2 separate regions of the Arabidopsis thaliana genome follow, and region 1 is linked to region 2. The links are chromatin contacts, called in public capture Hi-C maps. All regions are on one chromosome and are shown on one strand. The core of a region is the stretch at or near the end of the contact, and the rest is flanking DNA. Distances in the headings are between cores, read along the strand shown. Region 1 holds the start of AT5G44720 (Molybdenum cofactor sulfurase family protein). Region 2 holds the start of AT5G44410 (FAD-binding Berberine family protein).

Evidence for each region. Capture Hi-C pulls out chosen DNA fragments and counts their contacts.
Region 1: a contact with region 2 is called in a capture Hi-C map of shoot, with 5 times the contacts expected there. The contact joins the promoter of AT5G44720 here to the promoter of AT5G44410 in region 2. A contact is called at or near these places in 2 of 3 other capture datasets (seedling and shoot).

What each region holds. Positions count from the first base shown.
Region 1 is chr5:18,041,192-18,046,186 of TAIR10.1, forward strand. It overlaps AT5G44720 (Molybdenum cofactor sulfurase family protein), which reads left to right and starts at 1,744. Exons shown (of 8, transcript NM_123839.4): 1 at 1,744-1,988; 2 at 2,743-2,892; 3 at 2,970-3,146; 4 at 3,227-3,315; 5 at 3,400-3,464; 6 at 3,554-3,656; 7 at 3,739-3,852; 8 at 3,950-4,323. The coding sequence starts at 1,895. The coding sequence ends at 4,084. It overlaps AT5G44710 (37S ribosomal protein S27), which reads left to right. Exons shown (of 3, transcript NM_123838.5): 2 at 403-647; 3 at 1,041-1,490. The coding sequence starts at 430. The coding sequence ends at 1,131. It overlaps AT5G44730 (Haloacid dehalogenase-like hydrolase (HAD) superfamily protein), which reads right to left. Exons shown (of 4, transcript NM_203155.3): 3 at 4,777-4,983; 4 at 4,305-4,693. The coding sequence ends at 4,397.
Region 2 is chr5:17,891,174-17,896,679 of TAIR10.1, forward strand. It overlaps AT5G44410 (FAD-binding Berberine family protein), which reads right to left and starts at 1,894. Exons shown (of 1, transcript NM_123808.4): 1 at 1-1,894. The coding sequence starts at 1,680. The coding sequence ends at 73. It also overlaps the pseudogene AT5G44415.

The DNA of each region.
Region 1 (4,995 bases), core at 494-2,993, 150 kb after region 2:
ATTGCGGTTCTAACGTTAATATGAACTGGGTTAGCTTTCAAATTGTAAAAAAAGTTTACCAGATTCGTCTGGATCTAATGCTCATGTTTTAGTTTTGGAATAAAAAATGTCCAGTCTTTAGAAACTATTGTTAAGGAAACGGAACCTAGTTTTGGAGAATCGTTAGTTAGAGTTGATCGCATTGACATAGCAACCTTAATTTTATGGTCTCATAGTTTGCAGATTCTCGTATTTCAGAAGCTACTGTATTTCAACATCAAAGTTTGTACCTTTCTATGATGCATTTACCATTTTGGCTTTGAAGAAGATATATCTGAATTTTGATTGAAATGTTTACGTTTTTTTGTTAAATCTATCAGACTATAATGAGTGATTTTGTTTCATTGTGTTGCTTACGTTAAGGTGGTATAGTGTCAACTTTCAAGGAAGATGGCTAGTGGTAGCCTGAAGAGCCTTATATCTTCAGCAGTGGGTCGAGGTGTGACCGAAGCAAGAGCAAGGATTTTCGGACATATGCTTAACCCAACGGGACAGAGATCTCCTCATAAGATATTAAGGAAGAAGCTTATTGGTGATAAGGTTGCAGAATGGTATCCATACGACATCAAGAATGAGGATCCCAATGTCTTGGCTAGAGAAGAAAAAGAGTACTTTCCTAAACCTCTCTTTTCTTGTTTACTTTCCAATTGATTGCTTTGTTTATCATAGAAAACTCTTTGAGTGGGATTGAGCTGGAACATGTTTCCACAAGCTTTTTAGTTCAATTGCTATTTGGGGGTTAGTATCCAAAATCCTAGACATGAGAAAGAAACTAGATGTAGATTGTATGAGCCTTCTTGTGATTTGTGGAGCTTACGCAGAGTCATGTTCTTTGGTTTCTGGTGTAAAATGCAACATAGTCACGAACTAATCTTATTTGGCAAGGATAGTACTGTCTTTGAAATTCACTTACACTTGGTTTTATATTCACTGCTTATGTTATCATTGTTTTCTCTCTGTTGAGAGGCATTTTAACTTAAGTTTGGGTGTTGTTGTTGTAGGCGGATATCGAAGCTTGAGATGTTGAAACGTCGTGACAAAGGACCACCAAAGAAGGGTCATGGAAAACGTGCTGCGAAGCGTAACAAGTAGAAGTAATAACCATAGCTACAAAAAATTCTCTGCACTCTTAGAGTCAAACTCTTCTGGTTGAATCAGATAGAACTTATAAGTGAAAATTTCTCCTACTTAAAACTGAATTGGTTTCCAATGATGTTACTATGTTGAGACATAGTTGAAAGCTATTTGCTTCCCTTTTGACTAAAAATGTCAATGGCTTTTGTTTCTCTTCTCTTACTCTTTTAGTCTTTAGAGTTTTTTGAGATTAATATTGGTGAGATGTTTGTACTTTTTTGATCTAGTTTTTCTTATCTCGTGATAGATTTCAAATCCTCTTTGTCAGTCTTTGATGTTGGATTGAAAGTGAATTTATAGATTTTTACCTTTTCGAATTTAAATATTAAGGTGACTAAATACTGAAGTGGTAGGTCGGCCATTCTAATTCTGAGTACTAGTTCAACTATTCTGAGGTGGTAGGTCGACCATTCTAATACTGAAATGGAACGTGTCACTTGTTACTTGTTCTTATTGAGAATTGATTTTTTACAGGGATCCTAATTACCACGGATTTACTTGAATGAGTTTAGTCCATCAAAAAGTTGAAAAAGAACCAAATATTAAAAGATGGTTGGTGTAACCTGTCTGCTTATATAATCCACGTGTGAAAAATGCATAAAACTCAAACGACAACATTTTGAAAACGATGGCAAATTCTTGAATGATTCTTCTTTTTATGTTCCCTTTTTACTAAAGCTAAAAGGATTCATTAGCAAGTGTTTGTGAAAGGGAGAGAGAAATGGAGGAAGGTCTAAAGATTCAATCTTTGGTCATTTATCCGATCAAATCTTGCCGTGGAATCTCTGTTCCTCAGGCTACCGTTACTCATACTGGTAAAAACTAAGAACAATCTTCTTCTTCTTCTTCTACTCCTCTTAGTTTGACTTCTGAGAATTGAAAAAAGGTCCTTTTAAAAAAATTGGTATGAGAAAGATTCCCTTTTGATCATTCTTGATTTTCTGAGATTTTGATTATAAGATATGGGTTTTGTTTGATTTAGGGAAAGTCAACAAATTTTCCGAGAAAGTGAACAAATTGTCTCAGAAATTGCTATTAATAGGGTAAAATGAGAGTGAACACTTAAAGTCTCCACTTTTATGTTGGCATGAACATTTAGATTTTTCACTCTCATTGTTACGGGATCGATGATACTAGAAAGGGTCTTGCTTTATTAGTTTATTGGTTGGAAAATGAACAAATTATCTGGAAATTGTTCTTGTTTGATTGGATGGAAAGTGAACAATTTCTGGGAAGATGATATTATTTGGGTATAATGAGAGTGACCACTAAAGTTTTTCTCTTTTTTTTTTTGTTGGCATGAAGACTACAGTTTCACTCTCATTTCTGTTTCTTTATATGTTAAGGGTTCGAAGATAGCAGAAAAGGGTCTTGTTTGATTGATAGAATTGTGAACAAAGTTTCCGAGAAAGTGAACACAATGCTAATATATAGGGCTAAATTTTGATAAGAAACGGGAGAGTTTCATGTGTGTTAAAATTAAGATGGTGGAATGTTTGACTATGAAGTTGTCTTGGTGTTTGATCTAATGGATAATTCCATGGGTTTAATCTATGGAAACTGATGTAGGTTTTCAGTGGGACCGGTATTGGTTAGTTGTTAACTATAAAGGAAGAGCATACACTCAAAGAGTTGAGCCAACCCTTGCTCTTGTTGAATCGGAGTTGCCTAAGGAAGCCTTCTTGGAAGATTGGGAGCCAACAAATGACTCATTGTTGGGTAAATTTCTGGCTTAACTACGAGAATTGTCTCTGAATCGAGACTTCAATTTACGTTCTTGATTATTCATTTTGCAGTGATAAGAGCTCCTGGTATGAGTCCGTTAAAGATACCGTTGACTAGGCCAAGCTCGGTAGCAGAAGGTGTGTCGATGTGGGAATGGTCTGGCTCTGCTTTTGATGAAGGAGAAGAAGCTGCGAAATGGTTTTCAGATTATCTTGGAAAACAAAGCCGTTTGGTTCGGTTTAATAAAGGTTTCAGTTTACTTTCTTTTGAATCTTTTGATTTGCAACAAATCTTAATGCACCGAGTTGATCAAGTTATTTGTCTACAGATACTGAAACTAGACCTTCACCTCCTGAGTTTGCAGCGGGTTACTCTACAACATTCATGGATATGTTTCCGTTTTTGGTTGCATCTCAGGTGAGCCAATATCTATATTTCCGATATCGGTTAATGTGAATAGGCATTTCCGCATTTGATCTTCTTTTTGTTTTTGGTTGTTAGGGTTCTTTAGACCATTTGAATACCCTTCTGCCAGAACCGGTGCCTATAAACCGTTTTAGACCCAAGTAAGCGATATCAATCATCTCGAGGTCTTATTATTACCTTCAATGATGGTTGTTTTGTTCATAATCTGTGGTTTGTTGTTTCTCTCTAGCATTCTTGTTGATAATTGTGATCCTTTCGGTGAAGATCTTTGGGATGAAATCAAAATAAACGATTTAGTCTTCCAAGGAGTTAGGCTATGTAGCCGCTGCAAGGTGATGATTATCTGAATATGACGTGAAAGTAATGTAACACTCAGATTCTCAAGTCGAGCTTTTAACCATTTTGTTCTTTCAGGTACCAACTGTGAATCAAGAAACCGGGGTTATGGGTAAAGCAGAACCAACTGAAACTCTGATGAAATTCAGATCAGACAATGTCTTAATGCCTGACAAGAAACCGCGTGGAAAGGTTAGCTATATAAGCTCTAGTCTGGTTTTCAGAAGAGACTTGTTGGATTGATTATGATGCTAAACCTATTCAATATATTGATTTCGGTTTATGACAGGTTTTCTTTGGCAAGGAGATGGTTTGGAATTGGAACTTAACCAACACTGAAGGCGAAGGAAAGAAAACAATCAAAGTTGGTGATACCATCTCAGTCATAAGGAAGATCCCTTCCAGAGCTGAAGCAGCTGTTTAAGTCAATACATAAACATGTTGCTTCTTCTTCTTCTGTTGTGTTGTGTTGTGTTGTTATCTCTAACTAAAGTAAAGAGAACTACTTTCTTGTTCATGTTAATTCCAAACTTGTTGAAAGTATGATTTTGTTTGGTTTTGATTGATCTTAAGCCTTGAAAACATGAGGATTTCGTCGAAACTTCTTGTAAGTTTTGATTGATCTTAAGCCTGCACCTTACTGTGATAGTAACCAAAGAAGCCGTTGAAACTTATTTTACTCAAATGTGCAATACTACAATACATTAGATTTCATACTTAAAGAGAGGTCTGCATTTTAACATTTCAACTTATCAGACTCCAAAAGTTGTTGAACAGCAACCAAATCTGGAAGCACAATGGCTCCAGCTTCTATCCAGTCTTTAGCAGCTTCCGTCTTAAACCTATCAACCAACAAAGCATGCATCCCAATACTCTTTGCTGGAACATAATCTTTGCGCATGCTGTCTCCAATATGCAAAACCTCTTCAGGCGCAATATTATTCCCGGCTCTCTCTAGCGCGAGCGTAAAAATCCTCGGATCTGGTTTCTCTATCCCTTCAATTCCAGAGAATACACCAAAATCCCACTCTGCCTGAAAAGAGTCAAATGGCAAATTGAGTAAAGTTTAAAGAACCTAAGAACCACACACAGTCACAATGAGTCACTCTTCACTACCTTGCTCAAACCGAAGGAAGGTAAAATAACTTCTTGATATCGGTATTCCGCATTGCTAACAAGTCCGACTATAAGACCTTTCCTGCGTGCCCATCTTAAAAACGGTTGAGAATCTTGAAACACAGAGTAAGGTGCAGCAGAACCAAACGTCGAATAGATTCTCCTAAATATCTTCTCAAATGTCTCCTCATCATACTCATATCCTGCCTAATCAATGAC
Region 2 (5,506 bases), core at 644-3,143:
TTTACCAACCCAAGGAAAAATTCAAAGAGATGAAGGCCCGTTACATGTGCAAGGGAAACAAATTTGACTATTTCAAATATCATTAACATATTTCATAATTGGTATACTTTGTTCATCACAGAAGAAATCCATTGGATCAACATTTGTTTTAACTCTCACCAATCTATCGAAATTGTTCTTGAAATACTTCACTCCCCAAACCTTTGCTTCCTCGTACTTTGTCTTCATATTCAACCCAAGATACATTCCCAAATCAATGTCTCTAAAATTAACATAAGCTCTTCGTGGAGATTTTGAAACATAAGGAGTCATAAATTCGTATACACTCTCGACCCATCTCAAATACTTTTCAGTATTAGTCTTGTTCTTATCTTCTTCTTCACTCCAATAAGCTAAATATTGAATCTCATAAAGATTACCTTCTCTATGTGGGAATGGTATTTCGTTATCCGCAATTTCACTCATTTTGCCACCAAATGGAGTGAGTATGATCTTTGCAAGCCGAGCCTCGGGCGCCTCGAATCGTCTCCAAAGATACTGAATCGCGGTTTTAGGTATCGGTTCTTCGATGAAATCATCTTTTCCCTTGAAAGATCTTGACGTTCGTTTCCGTTTCGCAAGAATTTCCATTGATTCTCCTTTTATAAACCAGAGAACAGACTCAATCCAACTCATTTCTCTACAATTTCCAATCTCAAGACCTAATTCCGGAAACTTATCTTTCATCAATGCTAATAGATCGCTTACCGGACCGAGATAAAGTCCCGGGAACGAAGCATAAACCTCGGTTTCCTTCTGTAGCATAGCTCTGATGAAAAGATCATTAGGAACCTTATCCGCAATATACTGCCACTTGTTGATGATCGAGACAGCCTCTTTTTCCGATGTTTTCACGACTTTAAAGACCGTTACTACCGACGGAACATCAAGCAATCTAATCTTCCATGACAGGACAACAGAGAAGCTTGATCCTCCGCCTCCACGGATAGCCCAAAAGAAATCTTCACCCATGCCTTGTCGGTCAAGAAAGCTTCCATTCGCGTCAACAATATGTGCATCAATTACATTGTCCGCCGATAAACCGTATTTTCTCATCAACGTACCGTACCCACCACCTCCGAATTGCCCTCCGATGCCAACGGTTGGATAAAGACCGGCCGGAAAGGCCAAAGATTTGCTTAATTTTCCAATCTCATAGTACAATTCCCCAATTGTAGCTCCGGATTGAACCCAACCGGTCCGGTTATCAACATCTAATGTAATAGACCGGAGATTTCTCAAATCAATGACAACGAACGGTCTGCTTTTAGCCATGTAAGATAAACCTTCGTAGTCATGACCACCACTCCTAGTCCTGATGTGTATACCGTGAAGCCGTGCGCATTTAATCGTAGATTGAACATCGGTGGCTTGAACCGGAGTGATGATTGAAACCGGTTTAGGTGTTTCGAGAACAAAGAATCTTGGATTTTGTATGGAAGAATTCAAGATTGAGAAATACGAAGGATCTTTTGATGTGTGTATGATTCTTGAGTCGTCCTCGTTGATTCGGTGAGAGAGACACTTGAGGAAGTTTTCATGGTTAGTCCTTTGAGCTGAAATCGAAGGAAAATGTGAAAGAGAAAGATTCAACAAAAGAAAATATATAAAGAGAGAAAGCAAAAATCTCAAAATCTCCATTTTCTTAATGCAGAGACGGTGAGAAGACAATAAAGCATGGGTCTATAGAACTTTTATTTTATTTTTGTTTATATCAAGTGGGTATGTGTTAGATACTTTTTATGTTGTGTCTGTTTCTTATGTTGTGTTGTGTCTGTTTCTTATGTTTTGATGTATGATCGATCCTATCTGATTCAGTTATGTGGCTCATATTCAGCTGAAATGTTATCATAAGGTTACGTCACTTTATATGATTACATGTTTTATAATATGAGTATATGATTAGTAGCCTATAGTTTTGTTCTTAAAAAGAGAGTTATTGGTAGATTGATTCTAAAGATTATAAAAATCTTAGACTCCACTCTTATCGTTTAATGGATATGATTATAGTATATTTTAGTAGTAAATGTCTGTGTCATTTGATGATTTTATAATTTCATTCAAAAAGCTTATATGAAAATCTGTAGTGCTTTTTTATTTTATTTTGGACCAAAATCTGTAGTGCTATTAGGATATATATATACGATTGAAAATATGTTTTTAGTAAAGTGGCAAAGTAAAATTAGTTTCGTCTTACGCCTTAATAATTCATCTTGAAAGAAAATAGTAATGCATATTCACAACACTACATAATCAACCATAAATCTATTCATGACAACATCTTTGGTAGTGTTGACTTGGTTATGGGCGTTATGGTTATGGGCCGATCTTGACTGGAAGCTCACCTCTTATGCCACTATTGGAGAATAAATAATCACTCGTGCCATTCTTATGTTTGGAATATTATTATTGATTTTTATTTAAATCGAAAAATGAGGAAAGGACGAAAAACCCTTGCGAAACCACAAAAACTACAAGAAAACTTAATTTGTTGGGCTCGGGCCCAAAAAAAAATGTAAATACTCGGCTCAGTTGTATTATTTACAGAAAAAACCTAAGTAAAAACCTAAGTTCCCCCTTTTCACTTCTCGACTTCTTCCTCTTCTCTCCGTCGTCGTCTTCTTTCGTCTCCGACGATACCACTTTCACCGGAAAAATCAATCTCTTCTATTCTTCTTTCTTCTCCGTTTTCGTTCGTCTTTGTCTCTTTCATATCCGCAAATTTATTTTCCAATGGCTAGAGTAAAAGACTCATCTGGAGAATATGAATCAACTAGGGTTGAATCGACCGGCGAAATTCCTCCATCAGTCGACGAGACCGCCGCCGAGATTCCCCAAAGAGATGAAGAAGGCGCAGAGCTTCTTACAACAGAAGAGGAAGCCGGAGAAATCCAGCCTACAACCGGCGATTGTGACGCCGCCGATTTGGGTAATTCAAACGCCGTCGCATGGGAATCAATTGACGATCTTTCAAACCCAAATGCCGATTCTTGTGCAGAAGAAGAAGAGGCAACGAATGCAGTTGTTCAACATGATGATGGAGCAAATAAGGTATGATAGAAGACCGTTATTTTTTTGATTAGGCTCGTTTTAGGATATTATGCATGCATTGGTAAATGATTGGATTTGTGAATGGTGCTTCAGATAAAACAAGTAGTACAACTAGGTCGTAAATTTGTGAATGGTCATTCAGGAACAAGTAGTACAACTAGGTAGTTAATGTGAAATTGAAAGTATTTTGAATTGAATATGCAGGATGATGGTGATGATGATAACCTGCCGCAGAATATGCAGGATGGTGATGATGATCTTCAGCCGCAGAATATGCAGGATGATGATGATGATGATGATGATAATCAACCATTGCCGCCAGAAGTTATGTACTTTGATCCAACTACCTACACGAAGGTGTGTAAGATAGGAACGAGGTGTCAGTTGGTACAAACAGTGGAATTTATAGAGACTTTGGATGCAGAACTGAAGTGGTTTAGGAATCATGACCAATTTAAGCACATATTCCACATGCCTAAGGAGCCCAATCACATGATTCAAGGCATGTGGATGCTTATGGTTCGCACGGCTAAGACAGAATTGGCGAGAGAGTGTTGGTTTGTTGTCAATGGAGTACCTATAAGGTACTCAATTAGAGAGCATGCATTGTTGACCGGTTTGAACTGCCGTGAGTACCCAAAAAACTATAAGACTTTAGGCAGTTTGAAGTTTGTGGAGAAGTTGTTTAAGAGGACTGAGGACATCAAGATTAAAGACGTGGAAGAGAAGCTGGAAGAGTTTAAGAGTGAGAAGTCTACTGCTAGGTTGAAGTTGGCAATTCTGTTATTCTTAGCTAAGGTTATGAAAGCTGATTCTAAAGGGGATTCGAAGATAGAGGAGTTTTTGCTTAGGATTGTGGATAATGTCAGAGCTTGTGAGACATTCCCGTGGGGACGTTTTTCCTTTGAGCAGTGTATGGAAGGGGTGCAGAGAGTAATGAAGAACATGAAAGGTGTGGTGAAACAAAAGGCACAGACTGCTTTTTATGGATTTATTACTCCACTTGAGGTAAGTAGTCGAGTAAATTATATGAGTGGCTAGATTTTGTTATTGTGAACTTTCATTTACTTTTATGTTTTTGTGTCTAGATTCTGGCATTTGAGTGCATTCCGCAGCTTGGGAAGAGATTTAGAGAAGTTGTACGTGCAGACAAGGAATGTCCAAGAATGTGCAAGCACAAGTTCAGTGAAAGTTGCATGAAGGGATTTACTTTGGAAGAAATAAATGAAGCACTTGGAGATATAACGGTTAGCTTTGTTCTCTTGAAATCTATGTTTATAATCTTTGTGGTGTTTGAAATATATGTTTACTTGACATGATATTTCAAGCATCTTGGAACCTGATATGGATGAGAGAAAAATGTTGTCACGCGTTGTAGAGAAGCATGTTGATGATGGTATTGGATATATCGATCCAATTGTTGATAGTTGGAGAGAGAGGCTTATCGTAGAGAAAAAGAAGATTTTCTGGCGTAGTCTCTACCAAGCAGACATTGATGGTAGACGTATTGAAACTGTTGATGATGTTCCAGCTGTACCTGAACCTGAAATCCCTGGGACATCGATTCTCTCGTTCAAGGAAGCTATGGAGAGAGGATTTGACAAGCTCACGGACAAGCTTGCTGTGATGGATAGCGAAATCAAGCGAATTTGTTTGAGAGTACAAGGAATAGAGGAATATGTGGCAGATCAGCTTGAGAAAGAGGCAGAAAAAGACAAATATGAAGATATGTGTCCTGGTTCAGCTGCTGATTTTGTGCCACCGTCTTATCAGCCAATGGATACTCAGAGCAAGGCCTTGGTTATTCACAGTGGAATCCGTGACCCAGCACCTCCAACTATTGAGTCTCTAAGTGAGTTTTTGTTGAACTTTTGTGTAGTGATGCTTTCACAATAGTTCTTACATGTTTGGTTACATATTTTTGTAGGTGATGGCAGCGATGAGTCCGATGAAGAGGATAAGAAGAAGAAGAAGAAGAGGCAGATATCGAAGAAGAAGAGAAAGCATGTTGGTCCTACTCTGGAATCTGGGAAAAAACGTGGAAGGAAACCTTCCAAGTATAAGGGGGAAGAGTTTACAGCTGAGGGGAAGCAAACGAGGAAGAGACTTTGACTTTTCTTTCTTGCTTATGTGTGTGTGTGGACTCTTAGGTGTTTGGAGAAATATGACTTTCTTTTTGTGTATTTGAGAATGTTATGCGTAGTTTATGTGTAGAGGACAAACTTATTTTCTGTAATGGTTTATGTGTTTTTTGATTTTATTAAAATCAAAACGTTTGGCTAAGTTGTCCCGGTTGGCCGGTCAATAATACAAGAGTTGCTAAGTTGTCCCAGTTGGCCGGACAATACACATAACTTAAAATACAAGAGTTGCTAAGTTGTCCCAGTTGGCCGGTCAATACATATAACTTGAAATA